Linked DNA regions of Mus musculus: region 1 is linked to region 2. The links are chromatin contacts, called in public Hi-C maps. All regions are on one chromosome and are shown on one strand. Each heading gives the region's core, a stretch centred on a gene start, on an enhancer-like site or on the middle of the called end of the contact. The rest is flanking DNA. Distances are from core to core; before and after follow the strand shown. Region 1 holds the start of Uhrf1bp1l (UHRF1 (ICBP90) binding protein 1-like). Region 2 holds the start of Nup37 (nucleoporin 37).

What was found. A called contact is a pair of places that touch in the nucleus more often than the background predicts.
Region 1: a contact with region 2 is called in a Hi-C map of B cells, with 6 read pairs. The contact joins the promoter of Uhrf1bp1l here to the promoter of Nup37 in region 2. A contact is called at or near these places in 2 of 39 promoter capture datasets (the C10 cell line and pre-B cells) and 2 of 484 Hi-C or Micro-C datasets (B cells and CD4 T cells).

What each region holds. Positions count from the first base shown.
Region 1 is chr10:89,742,166-89,748,543 of GRCm38.p6, reverse strand. It overlaps Uhrf1bp1l (UHRF1 (ICBP90) binding protein 1-like), which reads right to left and starts at 3,553. Exons shown (of 21, transcript NM_029166.2): 1 at 3,256-3,553. The coding sequence starts at 3,299.
Region 2 is chr10:88,143,633-88,150,277 of GRCm38.p6, reverse strand. It overlaps Nup37 (nucleoporin 37), which reads right to left and starts at 3,286. Exons shown (of 10, transcript NM_027191.2): 1 at 3,206-3,286; 2 at 1,899-2,116. The coding sequence starts at 2,054. Parpbp (PARP1 binding protein) reads left to right here and starts at 3,337. Exons shown (of 11, transcript NM_029249.2): 1 at 3,337-3,782; 2 at 6,183-6,338. The coding sequence starts at 6,186.

The sequences.
Region 1 (6,378 bases), core at 2,304-4,803, 1.6 Mb before region 2:
ATTGCCTGCAGACAAAATAACCATAGCCAGCAAAGCTATCGAGCTCCATCATTTGATACACATCTACATATTTGAAACCAGTTCCTCAGCCTTTCGGCTGCTGGCATCTGGGCCAGATGTGATTTCATATTAGAGGTCTGTGCTGGGTGTGCGTGATAGTGTTGGGCAGAATCCCCAGCCTCTACCTACCAGGTGACAACCTTCCAAGTCACAATAATCAAAACCATTGCCAAAGGAACAAAGTTCCAGTGGTTGACAACCATTGCTTCAAACAGGACAGAGACTCCACCCCATGAGGTACAGTCTACCAAGTGAACTCCTAATCTGCAGAAAAACCTGTGTATCATATACTATGTCCTGAGGCTAAGTGATGGGAGGCAAGTATTTGTGCTTGGATCTTTCATATCACTTTGCAGGTCCCAGCTTAATTAAATGTGTACCTTTTGTCCCTGCCTGTCTTCCGACTATCTCAGGTGTGTGGTCAGATCTTCAACAACTTCAACTACATTTTCCCTGCACATACACCTACACACATATGTACAGAGAGACACAGAGCAACAGATAAAAAGGTGTAATGGTGAAATGACAGGTAGTTCCTGCTCCATCTTCCTTTCTTATATATGAATGTTTTAAAGAACTTCTTATCCTCTTACGGGGTGCGGGGGCGGGGGGGGGGGGGGACGGATTCCCCTATAACCACCTTCAACACATACCCTGTGCTGACCTAAAAAAATCTGGGTAATTTCTTTCAAAGGCTTTTCATGTTTCATTTCCCCTAAAATATAACACTTCTAACCTCTTCCTGTCTCTCTTCACACACCCCAAAGTTGATTCAGATCAGTCAAGTCTACAAACTTCTCATTAAAGCAAGAGGCACTAAGGAAACAAACATTAGGCAAGAAACAGAGATGTTTCTTATAAGATGACTTATAATACTCAAACCAAGCAGCGCTTACTTAAAGCATAAAGCATATGTCAGTCTCTTATAAAACAGTTCCTCTTCCTCACTGGTCCAATATGCCAACGTCCAAAGTCCTGGCCAGCCTCCAGAATTGCCAGTTTCAATCTTAAGATCTCAACTTTCACTCAGTGTGACCATTCTATTTTTCTAGACAGACTTCTTCCTGGAAGAGTCCCTGCAGGAGAGCCTGGAAGAACTTGGGCATTTTCCTAATGTTTCCTCTCTCTGATGGTACAGGTTCCAACGCCCTCCCCCAGAGGATTCCACCATTCCAGGCTGGCCTCAGGCTCTACTGCCAAGGACAATCTAAATCTGACAGCTTCCAACTCCCAAGCGCTGAGACTACAGGAATCTGTCACCACACCCGCTTTATAAGGTATATAAGGTGTTAGGCACTGAACTCAGGGCAGCTTTCATGCTAGGCCAGCACTCTAACCCAGCCTGGGAAACTGAGTTCCAACTCACACATGGTGTGGTAGGTGAGCACCAGTTATCCTCAGATGTTCCATACATAGACTGGATCAGGCACATATGTGCACACTTGGATGTATACAGTAAATAAATAAAAATATAATAATCTTTAAAAAAAACTACAAATGGTTTCTCCATTTAAAAAGAAAGAAAATGCTATGTTTTAGAAACTTTCTGATTTAAAATGAAATGCTCATTACTATTTACCACACAGGTGTAAGAAATCAGGAAGATTATAATGTAATCCTAAGGGCTTAACTCTAAGTATGTGGGAGTTATCTATGTGGCAGAGTAAGCCATTACACGCCTGCTCTTAAGAGGTCTTCCCAAATGGACTTATACAAGAGAATTAAAGGATAATGCCCTAAGGCACTTATCGACTGAATTAGATTTTCTTTTGGGCATACAGAGTGGTACAGTATCATTATCCCTGGGAGAGAAAAGGGCAATAAAATCAGTGTCTATGGATCTGAATTTTCTTATGGCTCTTGAAATAGGCAAGGGCGAAGTGTATCTCATGAGTCAGACTCACCCTAAGTAATAAACATTATTCAAAATAAGATGACTCAGTATTGCACTATCTATATAATTAAAAAAAATCCAACAAAGCATGGTAGCACAGACCTGTAATCTCAGCACTCAGGAAGGTGAGGCAGGATGACACTGAACTTGAGGGTAGCCTGAGATTTATTTTCAGGACAGCCTGAGCTACTTAACCTGTTTAAATACACACACACACACACACACACACACACTCACTCTCTCTCTCTCTCTCTAATTAGTGATACTAAGAACCAAACACACGGTCACAAACTTTGCTATAGTTTGATACTTTATGTATACATACTGTGTGTATTAAATTTTATTCAATATAAAGATATAATGTCAGGAAAATATCTGCTGAATCATAGTATTGTTTTGTTCAATATGTTCTCAACTGTAATATATATATATGTATTACACACACACACACACATATCCAGAAAATGAAGACATGTTTACTATACAAGTCTATCATTAAACCTGAGAACGTTCCTTTAATCAGTTAAAAGCATTCATTAACTTACAAATAACAGAGGAGAGAAAGAGATCCTAACCAAGAGCTTTTAATTCTCTGTCACCAACTTGGAACAGGGTCCTACATTTAGCCTGTTTCTTGAGACAAATATGGAGAAGCCAAGAGCAGTAACAAACTGCCAGTTTACTGAGTCATGTTTCTGACTAAAACTGTGTTATGAAATGGAAAGAGTGACACGTCTGGGGTTTAAACACCAGGGACGTTAACTCCCTGAACTCAAGGGTCGCGGAACAAAATCGGAAAACTCTGCAGCAAGAACGAACGCGATGCGGGACTGAAAACGACTTCCACGGAGAACTGGCCGAAGCGGAGAAGTCCTGCTTAATTTCCCCTAAAACAAATCCGAACTGTGCAAACAAGCACACCCTCCCGTGCAGCGGAGCGGGGACGCCAGGTAGGGGGCACCGAGAACAATCCCAAGGTTAACGTTTCACTGGCACACACACACCCCAGTCCTCGGCTAACGGAGCCGCTCGGCTCCGAGCCCCGGGAGCTTCCGAGCCGGACCGGGTCCCAGCCCAACCCCATCCACCCAGCACCTGAGTGACGCCGGGGACGTCACCAGCCTCGGCGCAGGAGCGGCCCCCGGCGGAGGAGGAGACCCCGGCCCGCCGAGCCCCGCCGCCCTCCGCGTGACTCCGGAGGCCGGTCGGGGGCGCCAGCGGCACCGGCAGAGCCCGAACCTGCGACCTGGACCCGAGAACCGGCGGCCAGCGGACGGGACCGGCCCCGAGCGCTCGCTGACCTGGAGAGGTGCTTCAGGATCTGTTTCTTGATGATCCCAGCCATGGTGCCCGCCGGGCTGGAGCGCCGCTCTCTTGTCGCTCCTCACAGCCTCCTCACTTCGCGGCAGTCTTCTTTCGGTCCCGCCTCACCGGCCCGGAGGAGAAGCGCCGGAGAGATCACTCTCAGAAGAGACTCGAGGGCCTGGCCGAGGCCACAGCCGCCGCAGCCGCCGCCGAGAGCCCGAAGCATGACGCTCAGGCCGCCGCGGCCGCCGCCAGCGCCATCTTGGCTGCAGCATCACCTAAGAGACCGGGGGCGGGGAGAGGAGTCGGGGGGGCGGAGCGAGCTCGAGGTGGGCGGGACCTGTGGGAGTTCCGGGAATCTTCAGCCCTGCCTACTTCGGACTCCCACTAGGTCCTCCGCTGCCCTTTCCTAGTTGGTACTTGGGCTTTCATCTTTTCTTCATCCCTTTCATCTTGTCTGTGCCTCTCTCGCTGACATCCTAGTCTTGCTTCTTCATTTCCTCCGAACTCAACTTTCTGCTCTACAAGTAGCTCTGTTTATGTTATTCTTTTGGCCATTTCAGCTTTTTAATCTCAGTTTCTTTTACCAAGATCCTTCCCTTAGACTAACGGCTGTAATTTAATGTTTCCATTCGTTGGTCTAACCTTAAAGGAAGTAAAATTGACAGCATGTCATATTTAACCGAATATACCTAAAGACCTAGAAGTTAGAAAGTCTAGAGCCAGTGAGATGGCTCTCAGCCAGCAAGAGTACTTGTCAAGCAAGCTTGATGATCTGAACTTGATGACCAAACCACCATGAAGGAAAGAACTGCCCTTGAAAGTTATCCTCTGGACACACACACACATAGACACACTTAGTAGAAATTTTGAAATGGAATGCCCAAAATGAAGTCCTGGTTCTAATATTTTCTAGCTATGTTAACTTGGAAAGATTGTTTTCAGCTTTAGTTTCACTTCATGTATGAATGTGACTTTGGTCACACAAGGGGACGTCAGAGAACAGCCCTGGGTGTAGTGCCTCACTTTCTTCTATCTCTTCCTCAACAGCTACTTGTGTACTCCAGGTTACCTGGTTCCTAGGATCCTCTTGTTGGTCTCTTGTTGCCTCTCCCATATTGCCTAAAGAGTGCTGGGATTACAGACTTCTGGCTTCATGTGAATTCTGGAGACTCAAGTTCAAGTCCTGATGATTGAATGGCAAGTGTATTGTCTGCTAAGCCAGCTCTCTCAGCCGTTAACCTCACTTTTAATCATCTTTAAAATATAGTGTCTGCCCTTAGGGATGGTTTGGTAGGGGCCCTAGTAGGTACTGTTGGTGTGTCTGGGCCATATTGTCTGGCCACCTGTTGTAGAAGCAGGTTTTGAAAAAGATATAAATCACTAAAATATTTCATAAACAGGTGGGAGAGAGAGACAGTGTAGCCATTTGAGGTGGGAAGAAGCAGCATTAGAGTTCACAATGCTTGAAGCATGCCAGGGTAACAAGAATCTGCTAACACAAATACTGTGCAAGGATGAAAGCAATCTGAGCTGTTTGAAGGGAACCAAGCTGGGTGTAGTGACACATGGGTCTGTAATGTCAGCCCTTCGGGGACAGAGGCAGGAGGAGTGCTACAAGTCTGAGGTCACCATGATCTACTTAGCAACACCTTCTCTTGAAAAAATAAAAAAATAAAAATAACTACAAAGCCAAGATTTTATTACTTGGACATAGGATCCATAACAACTCATAAAAATGCCTGTCTTGGGACTGACTCCTACTTGGAAGCTGGCATGACAGTGATGGGTTGTACTTCAGAGCCTTACTAGACTAGCGAAGGCCGCCTGCAGCCAGCCAGGTCTTGTCCCTAGCTGGGTGACTCATTCCCAGTCTCTGCCCAGAACCCTGCTCCTCTCCGTCTCTGAGCTTCAGTAAGATAACATCCCTTGTCCCCAGTCTCTGATTCAGTAAGATAACATCCCTTATCCCCCGGCCCAACCCTTTTCTTCAGTTGACCTGAAGTTTCTTCTCTTAGAAATGATTAGGTGGAAATCAGCTGTATTTGCAGAGGAATAAATGTTAAAAGTAACATTTGATTGACAAACCAAACATAGGGTGTGGGGAGGGGCAAAGAAAGGCTAGCCAAACCTCCTGCTTCGCCCTGATTATGAACTATTAGGACAAACAAACATAGAGCAACAGAACACAAGGAAGTTCTTGAGGCTCGGACAGCCTCTGAGCACAGTACAGACTGGATAGTCTAGTGTACTTCAAACTGCCAACACCCACAGACACCTTTCTTCTGCCCTGGACTTCCTACAGAGTCATAATAACTCTAATACAGCAGCTCCCTGCCTTCATCATTTTAGCATAGGGGCTGGAGAGATGGCTCAGTGGTTAAGAGCACTGGCTCTTCTTCTACAGGAAGTGGGTTCAAATCCCAGCATCCACATGGTGACTCATACCTGTTTGTAACTCCAAGATCTGACACCCTCACACAGACATACATGCAGGCAAAACACCAATACACATTGTCTTAGTTAGGGTTTTACTGCTGTGAACAGACACCATGACCAAGGCAAGTCTTATAAAACACAACATTTAATTGGGGCTGGCTTACAGGTTCAGAGGTTCAATCCATTATCATCAAGGTGGGAGCATGGCAGCATCCAGGCTGTCATGGCACAGGCAGAGCTGAGAGTTCTATCTCTTCATCCAAAGTCTGCTAGTCTTCCCAGGCAACTAGGGTGAGGGTCTTAAGCCCACACCCACAGTGATACACCCATTCCAACAAGGCCACACCTCCAAATGGTGCTACTCCCTAGTCCAAGAATATACAAACCATGACACACATAAAAGTAAATTTTTAAAAATTTTAGTTTATATGTACTCATAGTACACACGAGTGTATGCAAAAGTTAGGGAAAAATTGGTGCAATTAATCTTTAGCATTTTAACTTTTTTGAGCCCTTTGATTATAAAACCATATATCCAAAAGGACACTTATATACCATTTATTTACTGGTTAGTTGAGATATATTAATTTGTATGAACATATAACCCACATGTCAAATCTAACTTGGCTATGGTATGCAAACTTAATTTTAAAGTTTAAAATGAGCCAAGCAGTGGTTGT
Region 2 (6,645 bases), core at 2,037-4,536:
ATAAATGAGGCAGTTTTAAGAAGGCGCTGCTTTCCGACTCTTTGGGAATAGGGCAAGAATCTCTCTTAGTTTCCTGGCCCTTACTACACTCATGACGTTTTTACAGATGTGTGGCAGTCAGCAAGCCTACCATTTGTACTCATATTTCTGGATATGTAAAAGGACAGCACAAGAGTCTGAAAACCGTCCTGCTGAAACCCAGAGTTTTCTGTAGTTAGTGCTTCCTGATGACCCTACAGTGGAGACTGGTGTTTTTCTGATAGGCTTGAAGGTTCGAGGTGGGAGAACGGGAATGAATGTTCAACAGCACCCAAACTGACAAGAGAATAGGGACTTGTTTTGGATCTCCAAGGGCAGAGTGAGGAAACTCAGCTCTCCAGGATCAACGGCTGACTTCATTTGAACAGAAACACAAGAACGGGTCTGACGGAAGAACAGATTTGATCTCTTCCTTTGTCATGCCCCCCAAACACCGCTGAAGCAGAATGGAACACGAGGAACGGCACAGTTGTACTGAACTCCACCAGAATGTGATCTGTCTTCTCTATGTGCTCATAAAAGGAAAAAGCCTCTTGTTTTTCCTTACACAGTTTGGAAATAAGACCCGAGGATCAGCAAGGACAAGCGTTTGAATGATACAAACATTCTTCTCATTTCCCTGCCTCTCCTTGTTGTCTGCCTTCTTCATCTTTCCTTTTTCTGATTTTTCTCCCCTATTGATTTCCCCTGGTGTTTCCTAACTGAACTTGAACTGCAGGTAGATATATCTGTCAGTATTTGACAATGAGATTCTATGTCCACATCTGTTAACACAGCAATGAGGGAAGCTCAAGCCTACCTCTGGTCGCTTGCGTTTTCAACACGTAAGTGGTCCACATTGGAGAAAGTTTTTAATAAGTCTTTCTTAAGCCAAGGCCACATTATTTGCCTGACGCATGACTTATGATTCTGACAGTCTAGCAGAACTTAGGCCAAGGGTCATAGAAATATAGTCCTGTAAATATTATTTTGGTACACCATAATAGCAGAAACGAAACTCTGGGAAGATGGGGTGGTGTTGAGCCTTCAGTGCCGAATGCTTCCTATGTGGACCCTAGGTTTTCCGTGAGGAACCATGTAATAAGTCTCTTGGAAGCGATTTCTCTTGGATGATTAAATATGAGGGTATAACTGCCACTGCTGCTCATACTAACCACAAAATACACATATATGGATTACCATGTGCCGAATGTATTCTGGGAACTTTATGTGCACTCACACACTACCCCTCACAAACCAAATTAGGTTTCCCGAATCTCCACTCTTAAAGGGATTCAATCATATTCCTTACCTTCAGAGAAGAGCGGTTCAGTATCTAACCAAGTTTAGCCATTCGAAACTAAGTGTCTAGGTTCTCAGGTTACACAGACCTCAGAGAGAGCTATGATGAACGCCAGCTGTAAATGTAATCCTATATGGTTATATGAATATCTGCTGCAGATACACAAGGTGTGAAAGTAAGCTAATAGGAAAGCTGAACATTATCTATGAAAGCTAGGAATTTCTTGGAAGATAATTGTTTAGCCTTTCAGTATCACCTTGTTTCCTATGACAGAATGATGTGGGGAAATCTGAAGTGTATCTAATACATAGAAATACATGTGTGCTCAGTTATGTTGGACTTTATCAGAATACACCTCTACGAATCATTGGTGAAAGAAGACCTTCATTGTTTTTACATCTATCATCTATATAATGTATACACATGTCTCAACAATTAGTAACGGGAATTCCCTGTAGATCTTCAAAAAATTTTTTTTTCTTGTATTAAAAGCAACATACTTTTAAGTTCAGCTTTGGTTTGTACACATTACTGATAAAGTATCTCTACTGTCACTCCGTATAGTTTGTGGACTAACCTGAAACGTACACATGCCAACAACCACATAATTACTGCCGCCATATGCAATCAGGTTTCCTGAATCTCCACTCTCAAAGGGATTAAATTCTACCACGTGCACATAATCTTCGCAATCCACGGTGTACGCAGCATTTCTTGTAGCATCTTGCTTCATCTTGTATCCCAAAGCTGGAGCAGTTGTAAGAATCAAATAGTTGTTTATTGCCTGTCAGGAAACTGTGGATCACAAACAAAATTTACAAAGTGTTTGTCATTCAACAGAAGAATCATAATGGGGCTTGGTATAGCAATGTCAGAGCCAGCTCAAAAGAGAAGTCTGCTTATATTAACACACACATGAATAAATTTAATACAAATAGAGTCCTAAGATTATTAAGCAATAGAGATGCAGCACTATTTGTAGTTGGAAAGTTGTACTGACACTGTCATATGCAAGAGTACCATAAACGCCGGTACTACCAATAGTCCCTTCTTTGCCTATGAAGAAATTTGCCAAGTTCGTCAACAGGTTGAGGATTTAAAAGATTTAGCATGTGTTGGGCCTACATGCTAGAGAAAACACAAATACACACACCTGCCTATCTCAGGACTATGCTACATTATTTGTTCGAATTATATGACCTTTAACATTCTAATTTGACAGACCACCTGAACTATCAAGGGTCCGATGAACTGGAAAGTCCCACCCCTGCCTAAAGACACATGGAGTCCAAGAGCCTTGAAGGATAATATCAGGTAGCAATAGTTATAACCAACCATTACCCATGCAATAAAATAAGGAGATTAAAAAATACAGGCTCTGGAGTAATGTGTGATACTAACGTTATTAACACCTGTCACAATCCTCAACTAATTTGTCTCGAGACAGGTAGTGTGTACTGTAGAAATAGCATTCTCACGTGCAAATTAATTTTTACTTTGTTGTTAATGAAAAGGAGGCACCCTAGGCTAAGAAAGAACACGTAAAATCCTGAGTTATCTGCTGAGTTTTTTCAGATTAAGTCCCATCTCAGAGAGACTGGACACATGTTACGCGGGACCGGCAGGTGAGAAGACCATAGAGCAGAGAGGTATAAGGCATGCAGGGGACTTGAGGTCCGGATTTGATGGCAACCCCTGACCTCCAGGTCTTTAAAGCCCTGGGTCAATATTCCCAGGGTCCCTGGAGTTGTGTCCCCCACGCGTCGCCCGAGAAAACCCACTCCCACCTCGCGAGGTCACAAGGAAGAGCTCTGGAGAACAGGGAAGCGCCCCTGGGGAAGCAGCACAAGCTGGCGATCCCCGGTCACCGCACTCGATACGCACCTAAAGCAGGGGAGGCGACCTGGGCAAGGCTCTCCCGACCATAGGTGGCCAGGGCGTGCGCCCGCTCTGCTTCCGGGTCGGAGGGCGAGCGCGGCGATTGGTTCCCAGGTCGTGCCGCGAGATTTGAAAGGGACGCCGAGGCGATTCAAACCTCTGCCTTCCGGCGTCCTGGCTGCGCTGCTCCTCCCTCCGCTTGCACCCAGCCTGGGTCACTGGACGAGGTGGGTCTGGTCTCTTCTGTGCCCCCGGGTCGCAGTTCCAGTGGGCATTCGGGCTGCTGCTCTGCGAACGCATCTCGGTGACAGCGACGTGCCAGCCAGTGGCGTTGTCTGCGCAGTGGCTTCGCCCCGACTTCACGGTGTCCCGTGGAAAAAAAGACGCTAGGGCTTCGGCAAGACCGAAACCCATCAAAATCTTCTTTTAGTCCGTTAGATCGGGGATCTGGCACACGACGAGTGCAGGCTTCTCAGATTTTCTGTCGTTGCATCCTTCAGAGGGCCATTCCGGACCAGGCAAGAAGAATAACTGTCACCTGTCATCTTTTAATGGAGATTTGCTAAGTGCTGGCAATAAGGAGGTTGGCTATTTCCTTCACTGGTGCCTTATAATTCTGTTAAGTAGTCCCAATTATGGACGTGGAGAAATTTGTGGTAATCACGAGGTACAGCTAATGCAGGGGTGTGGTGGCAGGGATAGTTAGCTAAGTGTGGTGCTCTCTCACTTTACCTTCCAGCGACAACTACCTGTCTCAGATTTTCTGCTCCAGTGCACTTTGAATCCAGTTTAAAAGCAAGAGTTTATTCCCTCTGACACCTTCTGTTTTGTTCATATCCAGCGTCTCATCGAGTCTTCACAACAGGCTGGGAGGTAGAACAGAGGGGGCGGCATAGTCCTGATTGCTTTGTGACCATTCTTATACCTGGGCAGCCAGATCTAAAGTTAGGTAACCCTGGAAAAGCTGGAACTACAGTGGATATTGGCATGCCAGCCCAGATGCCTGTTGGTGAATAGCCAGATCTAGAACTAAACATGGTTTTACATGTTTAAATGGTTGATGGAAAAAAAAAATATTTCAGGCAAACTAATCATATCACCCATAGCTCATGCTTTTGTGTCTTCTTCAATTTTGTTTTTTAAGAGATAAATAGGAGATAACCTAGGTGCTCATCAGAGAATTGTGAGTGAGGCCTGGGGAGGTGGCTCACTGGATAAAGCGCCTGGACAGCTATGAGGACTGGAATCCAAATCCCCAGGGCTAACGGAGACACTGGTGTAGTAGTCTGCTTGCAACCCCAGTGTGCTAGAGGTGTAGACAAGTGATGCCGGGGCAAGTCAACAAGGTGGAGAGCAGTGGAGAAGACACTCAGTGTCAACCTTGGGCCTCCATACACATGTGCTTACATAAAGGCGAACATATACACACAGCAGACTTGTAAAAAGAGACACAGAGAAGACTGGAAGTAGAGAGGGGACTGATTCCATAGCATGGCTGCCTAGAATACAGACACATCTAGGCTTATTTTGAAAGGGTTCTGTATGCATGCAGAAGTTAGGGAAAACTTAGAAATCTTGAATTTATGCTTTTTTGGCTATTTACTAGCTTCGTGTCATTGAACATTATTTTCTTCATGTGTCAAAACCAGACATTTGTAGACTGACATCATCAGGACACAGGAGATGGAACAAAGTAATTAATATTAAATGGAAAGTATTTGGCACTAAGAAGCTTCATTTGTTCGTTGGCTTATTATCAGTTTGCTGTGTAACAAAACATCAAAAACCATAGTCACTGTACAATAGCAACCGAGTATTTGCTTTGAATCTGTGGGTCGGCAGTTTGGGCTGGTTAAGTTATTGATTCCTCTGCTAGCCTTGAGCAGATGACTGGTGCTGCCGGCTCACCTTCCATGTTGATGGGGTCTCCCCAGGATAAGCTGCCTCTTTCATGGCTGTGAGTTGTATCAGTTGGCAGCAGGAATACCTTACTTCTCTTTGCATGCTTTCTTCAGCACCTTACCCGGGCTTGGGAGTTAGGTCTCCCCAGAGGGGTCATTTGCTAGGAGGAGCAGGAAAGTCAACATTGAGGTGTAGCTGCAGGTGGGAACCACTGTAGCAAAAGGATCAAGGTAGTGTTAGTGAAGGGAAAAGGCATGTGAAGTAGATTGAGGGAGACCAAGCCCAGGCTTCTCAATGTCCTCAGAGAGTCATGCTTAGTTCTCCCAGACACAGGCTGTGACAGTCATGGGGAATGTTGTCTATTGAGGAAAGTTATTAGAAACTCTGCCAGAGTTTTTACTGGGGAGTAGACTCATAGGCATGCCCTGTCCAACATGTACCAAAAGAGACCAGAGTCAAGGAAATTAGGTGTTCATCATAAAACACATATGATTTATAAAAACAGTTCAGCACAGTTAAATACTCTTAATGGAAACTCTACTGGAATCTAAGTTTTTAGAGCCTTGCTATAGTAACTATTTCACACAAACCTCTTAAAGCCTAGGCTTAGAATTCTAATTATTTCATAGTCTACTACTCAAATCAAGTCTAAGACTGTTCCCAATTCAAGTGAGCAGAAAAGAAAACCATTTATTTTGGAACAATACACTCCCACCCCAAATCTACTACATATAGTACCATTTGTCTCAAAACAACTATCTTAAAATACAGATTTAATTAGTGACATCTGTGTCTATAATTACAAATTTGCATGTCTGTTTTATGTGAATTTTCAAAATTGAAGGTTGGATTTTTATGATTTCAAAAGATTTGGCTTAAGAAAACTAAAGGAGAGGAAAATATGATTGGGCAGAAATGGTATTATTTGGTTTTTAAAATTTCATTAAAAGCACTCTTGGTAAATGTAAAATGAGTTCTTGTTCACTGCTTATGTTTTCTAACCATGCTTGCTTACACATGTTAAATGTTACTTTCCAATTAAAACAAGGCACTTTAACATTGTATTCTGTTCTTCTCTAAGAGGATGGCTGTGCTTAATCAGCTGCCCGTCTTGGGTATGATTAAAGAGTTTAGGAGGAGTTGGCGTGCTCTTTGTAGCTCTGAAAGAACTACGTTATGCGGTCCAGACTCCATGCTCCTGGCCCTGCAGCTGTCCATGGCAGAAAACAACAAACAGGTCAGTGTACTATGGTTAGCTTAACTTTTTTAACCCAATTTTACTTGTTGCCCAGTATAATAAGTTTGAGCCTAATTACACACATCATTTTCTTTGCATTATTTGCCTTCCTAAAATAGAGTGTTTCAGAAATGCTTCTGCATATCTGTCTCAAAATATTACAGTTGGAACTTTTGGAAAAAAATTGCCTGTATATCTGAAATGATTTATTTTGTGTGTATAATTTGAATGTAAAATGTGGATACTTGGTGTGGTGGTTTGTATATCCTTGGACCAGGGAGTGGCACCATCTGAAGGTATGGCCTTG